Regions from separate parts of the Nothobranchius furzeri genome. Here region 1 is linked to region 2. A link is a contact called in public Micro-C data. All regions are on one chromosome and are shown on one strand. The core of a region is the stretch at or near the end of the contact, and the rest is flanking DNA. Distances in the headings are between cores, read along the strand shown.

Region 1 (4,622 bases), core at 628-3,127, 45 kb after region 2:
GTGTGTTTTCAGTAGTGTTGCACGATATCATGAAAAGCTGCTATGCGTGATAACAGTGATTAATATTGCAATGATGATGATGACTTGAAATAAAAAAATACTTAACTCAAGAACAAAAATTATCAAATATCATAAAAAATGGGAAATGCAACGATTGTAATCAAAAGATGTGAGGAAACGGAAAAAGAAAATGAACAAGAACAATCAGTGGATCCTGGAAGAAGCAGAACGAAGCTTATTCAGGTGTTTGCTAACCATCCAAATTAAGTGTCGTAACCTATAAGAACCTTTAGCATTATGTCTAGCAAGCATTTGAGCTGACCATTTTGTTTTATTCTGTTCTTTGCGATATGCGTATGCCGATATTGCGAAGATGATATATTTGTGATGCATTGTGCAGCCCTATTGAGCACTATTTTTACCTTTATTAAGGCTGTCAAAGTTAATGCATCATTATCGCATTAATGCAATAATTAACGGCTGCTAATATTTTCTCACGCAATAATGCTTTTTTAGAATTCTTTTGATGAAAACAAAACCACGCATGCAGGTGAAGGGCAACGCGGGGATGAATGAAGACTCTCTACCTGCCCTAACCCCTTGCAGTTGTTTTCATGTGGATAATTTATTTCTAAACTTATATTGTTTATGAAATGAGAAATGTTAGAAAACATTCGTATTTACATCAAGACATGATGTAATGGAAGTTCCTGTCATACTTGACTAGTAGCCCATTACATGACGCACATACCTGTCATAGCCGAGTGCACCTTGTACTAGACTGATACGATGGAGGGTGTGTCTGCAGAATGGGTGTGCCATTTATGCAAGTTTACCTGCTAGAAAAAAGCAATTTTCTGCTTTTAGGCACTAAAACTGGGTTTATTTTGTCATAAAATGAACAACAACGGAAACAGATTGACGAATAGACCAAAATCGAACAGACAATGCATTTGACCACCCTCTGGAAGTGATGCAGGGATTTCGTGGTGCAGTTCCCATGAAAAGCCACTAGAAACACTGACAGGCTCGACATGTGGCACCAGTCACAAATCTGCACTGTTTCAGGAAAGTGATGGTCATTGTGTGAACTGTTGCGACTTCAACAGGCGCTTCAGCGCACAAAGCCGCTCATTTGTCTTCAATAAACCTGAAAACTCGTTTAACGACAATTTTACATCATGTGGACGATTACTCAGACGGAACAGATGTCTCGCAAAACAGATGTCTCAAGACCTGATGTGGATCGCAGTCTTCGCTAAGAGGCCTTTATTAATAAGTGACCGCGAACAAAGATGTTACAAAATGCTACATTTATATATGGTATTTTTTATTTTATTAATGTAAGAGAACCAAAAACAAAGTATGTTTTAGGCGCCTTCGTATTTGGAGCTAGCCGAGGTTTGAGTTGTATTAATCCATCTGAGTGGACAAAGACCAGGCGTAGGAGCGAGAAAGTGACACCACAAGCTACCATTTTTGTTTAAACTTTTACGACTGTTTGTAAATTTTCTTTTCGAAAGAAAGTAACACAAACAACATAAAAGCTCACACAGCTGGAGTGTGTAAAGTTTCCTGTTTAGGTGACCCAACTTACACAGTTCATATGCGGTTTGTAGGCTTACCTTAGTGTTGACTCCAGTGACAATGGGCAAACAGCGACACGCTCAACAAAACCACAAACCCGCGCGTGAGAAGTAACTAATCTCGCGTGAAAGTGACGGAAATAAGGTTCACATTCAAGAATCCCTCAGCTTACAAATATTTCCTTTAATTTAAAACATGGACTGAGCATGTACGTCTCGACCTGTCCTCGCTTGTTTTTCCGTCGCGGGGTGACTGCCTCCACCTCACAATCTCTTTTTTCAAGCTAACCGGATTTGACATCTCACTTCCGCTTTTCCTTTCAAAATAAATTTACGCAGTTTCATTCTTGATGTTGAACATGTTCTAAATGCTTTCAAAATAACACATATAATTCAATTAATTAGTTTTAATTAGTAACTGCTAATACAGGATATACAATACATAATCACAGATTTTAAAAGTAAATCTGCAAGATTAAGACAAAATTTAGGCTTATGTATAAAACACATTTAAATCAACATTCAGTGACCAAAAATAAGATCAACTATACATTTTAAAGGAATAGAAATTATTTAGAATGAATGAAATACTAATAAAAAGACAAAAAACAGTAGATCATAAAAAAATTATAATTGCGCAACGAAACTAGGATCCTTGAAACTGGAACTTTTATCCGTGCATGTGCAGGAATTCCTTCTTAAACAAACTTTAGAGCCAGTGAATACCATAGAGTCTTGATTAATAATTGAAAATGGTCAAACCTTTGAACAGTTTTGTGTTTCAAAGGAAGGTTGTTCCACATATTTAGTGTCATTGTTGATCTGTGAATGTCAAAACAAAAATAACTGACTGTAGTTTTTAAGTATAGCTTACATCATTAGCTGCTGAATAGATGAAGATTATTCAGTGATGATTTTCTAACATTTTGAATTTGCAAAAACTATTTAATAAACGTTTCTGTTATATCATACTTTACATAGACACCTAAGACTTGGCAATGTGTGTGTGTGTGTGTGTGTGTGTGTGTGTGTGTGTGTGTGTGTGTGTGTGTGTGTGTGTGTGTGTGTGTGTGTGTGTGTGTGTGTGTGTGTGTGTGTGTGTGAAACAAGTGTTTAGTTACCCAGTCAAGGTGACTGATGCAAAATAATGCAACATTTATAAAAGAAAAATCTATAATATACTGTTTGCCTGAACTTCTATGAACTATCTGAGATTTAAGAGGCTTGCTGGATTTGACTGTGTTTATCCTGACTGCTGCTGTCCACTAATGCAGCTGATTACTACTTCACACATCTTCAATTAGTAAGTCCAAACCGTTGCAATTTTACACAAAATTGTCTGTGTGTGTGTGTGTGTGTGTGTGTGTGTGTGTGTGTGTGTGTGTGTGTGTGTGTGTGTGTGTGTGTGTGTGCGTGTGTTGGCTAAATACTCATTTTATCAATGTTTCATTTCCATATGTGTTATTCCTCTGTTTGCGTATATTTCCCCATTTTTCTTCCACCAAACTCTGAAAAGGACACAAAGCTTTCACTTTGAAGGAAAATAATAGTATTTCCGGTTTCATACCGTGGTTGCTGACGCTTGGCTGCTGCTCCCGTTGGTGACGTCACTGACGCCGGGACTAGTACAGGACAACGCTGGAGGAAAAGGGGACAGATTGGGTGTGTGTGTCGCCCCTTGGCGATAAGAATGAGAAATATATTTTCTTTAAAAATGCAAGATCAAAGTAGAGTTTTCATTTGTTTGAAACACAGAGTTAAACGATTTTTACACAAAATGTAAGTATAGAGCACTTTGGAAATGTAAGAATTCTGAGGCTATTCACCAGAGGTGTGGACTCAAGTCACAAGACTTGGACTCGACTTACGACTTGACTCGGACTTGAACGCCAATGACTTGCGACTTGAATCGACTTGCATCTGGTGACTTGATGATGACTTGAGCATCATTGATATTTTAGCACAAAAGTGGCCCGACATGGACAAAAATCATAAATCATTCTTGGTTCTGGGTTTGATCTTGTACTGCTAAATGCAGCAGCACTTTGTTTAGAATCAGTTTCAGTTGCACTTCCTGCTTGTTGGAGCAAATAAATGAAGCTTTAAGAAGCTTTATTTCTGGGATTTATTTATTATCATTGTCATTAAATTGAAGTTGGACAGATGACTTGAATATGACTTCAATAGTCAAAGGTAAGGACTTAGACTTGACTTGGACTTCCAGATCATTGTCTTTAGACTCGACTTGGACTTGGTTGTCTTTGACTTGGACTTGACTCGAGGCTTGACTGAAAAGACTTGTGACGTGCTTGTGACTTGCAAAGCAGTGACTTGGTCACACCTCTGCTATTCACACGAAATAACTAGGGCATTGTGCTGCATTCCCTTTAATCAAATCAGATCTACAGAAAAAAGATCCTGTTATTTTGAGCAGAAATCATCTTGTATTTCATATTTTGTGACTATATATTTGTGAATTAATTTAAAAAGGAAAATATTTTAAAAATGTTAAACAATTCTTGTTCTCAATGTCATTTAAAGGTTTTGAAAGTTGTTTTAATAAGCTGTTGAATATTAAATAAACAATTCTCAAATTAATTAAATGTACTTACATTTGTTTTGCGCTCTAACGTCTACACCAAGAGATAAAGGAAATAAATGTAATTATCAACATTTTTTGTTATTTTTTCTATAATTTTGATGAAATGAGGGCACTGTAAGCAAATATTAATTTAGAAATAATAATAGTAATTTAATAATAATGTAAGTTTATAGCATTCATGGAAACACCTCTACTTTTTATTTATTTAATTCCACCATCCAGTGAATGAATCTTAAAAGTGTAACAGGAGAAAAGAAAATTCCCTTTGATTCATGCTTCTTGACGCTTTGGACATCTTCTCATCACAAGGGGGCAGAGCATGTCAACATCTCAAAAAAGCTCCACAGGTGCTCACAGTCATACGCGTTACACATAGCAGCCCTCTCCAGGTCGTTATTGTCAGGATATTAAAATCACCAGCTACCCTCATTCAG
Region 2 (4,253 bases), core at 853-3,352:
GACTAGTCTACGGGAGCATTTCCAAGTGCGTACCCTAAGGCTGGTATATGTTTGGTCCCTGAAAATGCCCAGAGAGTGGTCCTTCTGTGCCAGCCTAGTGAAATAAAACCAAATGCATACCTGCTGCTAGGTCTAGTAAAACTAGCTGTACGTTCTGATTGTGGAAACGGGCCTGTTGACCCTAAATACAAAACTTGCAACACTACATTGGCTCATCCCTTGAGTTTAGCACCATCTAAATGATTCATAAGTCAGAGTAAATGGCTTAAACTGAAATAACATTTGGACAAATGTAGCCAAAATCTGAAGAAAAACTTTGAACTACCTTCAGAAAGCAGGAGTAAAAGATGACTACTCTGCCTTCGCTGCATTCATATTCACTAAATAACCTTAAGCTGTGTGTGCATGGCTCAGCACCGCGGTCACAAGAAAGAAGTCATTACAAAATGATCCACATTCATCCCTGCACAGAATTTATAAACTGCTTATCCCGGCTCATGCTGGGCTTTAGTCTGGTTATAATCTCAAAAGTGTTGCTAGTCTATTACATAACCTAGCTAAATGTTAACGGGAAATTTAAGAGTCTGAACTGGCATAAAAAGATAATTCCTTTATTGGAATTTACAGCAACATCTAAAATGTGTAACACCAGCAGTGACTCACCTCACAGAAGCATTTGTGAAAGGCTTATGTTAGAAGAGAGCAGCAAAGACACAAAATCAACTTATGTGGTCGTCCTGTCTGTGCACAAACACACCTAACCTATTAGTTGTTGTGTTTTGTCCCAAACAGGCAGTGAGCGATTACATGCTCTATTTCACTGCACTTTGGGTTAGATCGTTCGACCAGCTAGACTGCAATACTGCTGGGGAGCTGAGGTCTTGAGAGGATGCGTTTGGGATAGGGGATGTTTCATGTAAATTCCTAATCTGTGAAAACTTTCAGTGGCAAAGGCAAAGTCATGCTTTGAAAGCAATGTGGCCAGTCCGGTTTATATTTAGCTCACTGTAAAGACTGGAAACACGATCTGTACAACGAGTAAAGGAAGCTAAATTGTCACGACTGACAAAAAACAAAGTTACTATAGAATAGATCTGAAGTGTAAAATAATCACCATCTCATTTAAAGTCATTTTAATTTGTCCAAAAGAAGCAATCATAAACGGCTAATGAGCTGTCTTTATCATAGTAACAGTTTCAGTTATTTATAGAAACTCTGAATCACAACAGAAACTCCTGAGTCAAACACCGTTTACTTGGAAACATGTGGGTGGAACGAGTTAATATTTACTGCATGTGAACAATGATGATCTTTACACAACAAAAGGAACAATAAGGTTTTACTTCATCGTTTCAAACTATTAATCATTTACCTTTAATGTATTGATCAGCAAAGATATAAAGATCAAACACAAAGTACTGATTCACCGTAAGTGGAGTTGCACCATATAGAAACGATTCCATTAGCAGAGGAAAGATTTATATCTTCTTTGTAGGCGACTTGTTATGAGACGCTAACAGGGACTCTGTAAAGCGATACCCATTCCTTTTATTTATTTATTTATTTTACCGATTCAATTAGGCTTCAACCACAGAGACAGAGGATCCATTACTGAATGCATTTACTGTTATGGTCACAAATGAGTGCAGCGTTGTGCATCAGTGCAGGAGAATGTTTCATAGCTGCTTTACAGCTCTACAATGCGCAGCAACAACTCAAGTGCAACAGTTTGCACAATGAATATGTGCCTCTGCTTGCCATCTCTAAAGCTGTCAAACTGGATTGCCCCGCAGGCTGAGACAGGGACAGGAGAGAGGAAGAGGGTTGTGCAAAACCAGGAGTTTGTGCCAAGTTCACTGTAATTTAAGCTCCCCAACTTCCCAGGATGTGACTACTTTTACTGGAGTAACAAAGCAGCAGGAGGATTAAGATTCAAGAGATGCTTTGACATTTCAGAGAAGAGACAAAAGAGACAAAAGCGACAGCTGCGATTCTTAAGAGTGAGGAGGAAACTGAAAAAGGAGGACAGATTTATGACAAGATGGTGATGTCAACTCCGGGAGACAAAGTACAAGCTTTGGCCTCTGGGCCTCGGGCAGCAACAGCTGGATTAGACCAGATTACACCCTTCTTTTTGTTTGATTACATTTCCTTCCTTCAGATGAACTGATTAACATTTGATGACAGCAAAGAGGAAAAACTGGTACTTAGTTCATTATTTTAGGTTTTGTGTGAAAATAAGTCCAGGACTTGAAAAGGGCATCACAAAAGTGATGTTATCAAACCAGACATGGAGGAAAACTGAGGGAAAATGGCAAAATCCTCCCTTCAGAAGGAAAGAACCCCCATAAATCTGAACATGTGGTAAGTAGCAGCTACGATAGAGAGGAGATTCTGTGGTGACGTCATGTATGTGACGTGCCGATATCTGATTTGTAGTCATGCTAATTACGAACTTCTACAAGCTGATTAATCTCAAAGTGGCGTGATTCAAACACACAGCATTACTTTTCATTTAAATTGAAGTACAGCATACTGTATATGTGATCCAGGGTCTAAGGCAAAGCGAATTAGAAAACAGCTCTTTTACCTCCATTGACACATTCATTTTTTCGTTCTCCCTTTTACGCTGTTATGTTTTTCTTTTGTTACCACGCCTCTCTCTCCTGATAAACTCGGAGCGGGTCTTACCAGATGTAAAAGCGTTGCGTAACGCCCGTGAAACACAGTAGGAAGCAATTAGCTATCATTATAGTGGATGGGTGCGTTTTAACTGGTTGCGAAGCTTACGCCTAAAGTCTTATTTTTTAATGCACTCCACTTCTAGAATGCATCAAGCTCAGTAGTTCAGATCAGGCCAGACAGGAAGTCAAACACGAAAGCAGTGTAAAACATCTGGAACTTTCAAAAATAAAAGTCACATGCAGATTTCAAGTTGGTTAACTAGTAAAAAAAAAAAAGTACGTTATTACCTGTGAAACCTCTTTAACCGAGGTAAAGATAACAGAAACCCTTTTTGAATACATGCTGCCATCTTTCTTCGTGCTCGTCATATCATGAACTACTGAAATCACACACAGTCTTGCAATTCTATGGTCACTTTGTGACCTTGCGAGACCACCTACATGGAACGGTTTTGCTGCCGTTTGGCAGCTTGTGGGTAAAACGTGCCCATTACATTACTTGCCGCTTAAAAATCCAGGGGGCAGCTGGGTTGAGCCTGCTGGAGATTTTTCAGAATGGCAGGTGGAAGTCTACTGAGGTTTTCTGGATTGCAGACTTAGGTGAGCTGTGATGGATCTGAAGAGCTAACTGTAATGAGATGCAGATGGTGAAAAGTTTGCAGCATTGTCATTTAAGAGGTTGCACAGAAGAAAATGCTTCAAATACTGAAAATAGTCCATCTCGAGTTTTTCAGCTACTTCTCCAATAAACCTCCATAATTTCGTCATTTCTTTTGACCCCAAACTGACAGTTTAACATGAAGTTTTCCCACAAGTACATTGCCTCTCCTATCCATGATGCAGTGTTCCTTCTCCTTGACAACCTTACTCATTAGGTATTGAGGGGACGGATGGAAAAAGTGCATGTTCCCCCTCAGCCTGGCAGCAGCATTTCTGCTCATTCTGGTGCATGCATCTCATTGGAGATGTGAATCCCATCAAAACAATAAACCAATAGATCCACAAACCTATGGCATCAATTTATCTCTTCTGAGTTAATAACTTGTATTCGTTACATGATAAAAAGTGAGCAGGTGCTAAAACAAAAGCCAATTTTTAGTATTTAACATGCAGTTCAGCATTTTATACAAAAAAGTTACCTAATTTGGACATAAGAGGATTTAAAAAATGCTTTAGAGTGCAATCCCATCATGACCCCAGTTCCTTTACAAAAAGAGTTTAAAGAGAAAGATGAGGCCGTTGAGCTGGGGTTCACCAACACTTCACAACTCCCTTCACACACGGGGGGACGTTCAGAGGCTCTTTGAATAGCACACAAAGCGAGAAAGAGCACGTAAAAGAGGATTATAAAAAAAGAGGGAATGTTAAAAGAAAAAAAATAAAACCTTTGGCAGCGCTTTTTGTGTTTGGCATTCAGGTCAAAGACAGCCAAAACTCAACCAATGGGAGAACATTGCCACCTCCCCCTCCACTCCACTATGTTTGCAGTAGTTGCTTTTCACAGGAAGGAGGAGGACCACTTTACTCCCTACTGGCAACCGACGTCGGAAGCATTTGGAGAGAACTGAA

The links. A called contact is a pair of places that touch in the nucleus more often than the background predicts.
Region 1: a Micro-C map of tail fin shows a contact between it and region 2, with 4 times the contacts expected there. The contact joins the promoter of nck2a here to the enhancer-like site in region 2. A contact is called at or near these places in 2 of 2 Hi-C or Micro-C datasets (skeletal muscle and tail fin).

What each region holds. Positions count from the first base shown.
Region 1 is chr14:26,149,200-26,153,821 of NfurGRZ-RIMD1, forward strand. nck2a (NCK adaptor protein 2a) reads right to left here and starts at 1,878. Exons shown (of 4, transcript XM_015966158.3): 1 at 1,626-1,878.
Region 2 is chr14:26,103,794-26,108,046 of NfurGRZ-RIMD1, forward strand. The region is part of intron 1 of nck2a (NCK adaptor protein 2a); the gene reads right to left. Among protein-coding and RNA genes, the nearest start is that of ecrg4a, 39 kb to the left of the region's middle. Within about 2 kb of position 2,103, at least 1 of the 3 cell types and tissues checked has an H3K27ac peak or open chromatin away from gene starts, as enhancers often do. A contact at or near this core is called in tail fin, where this site is marked.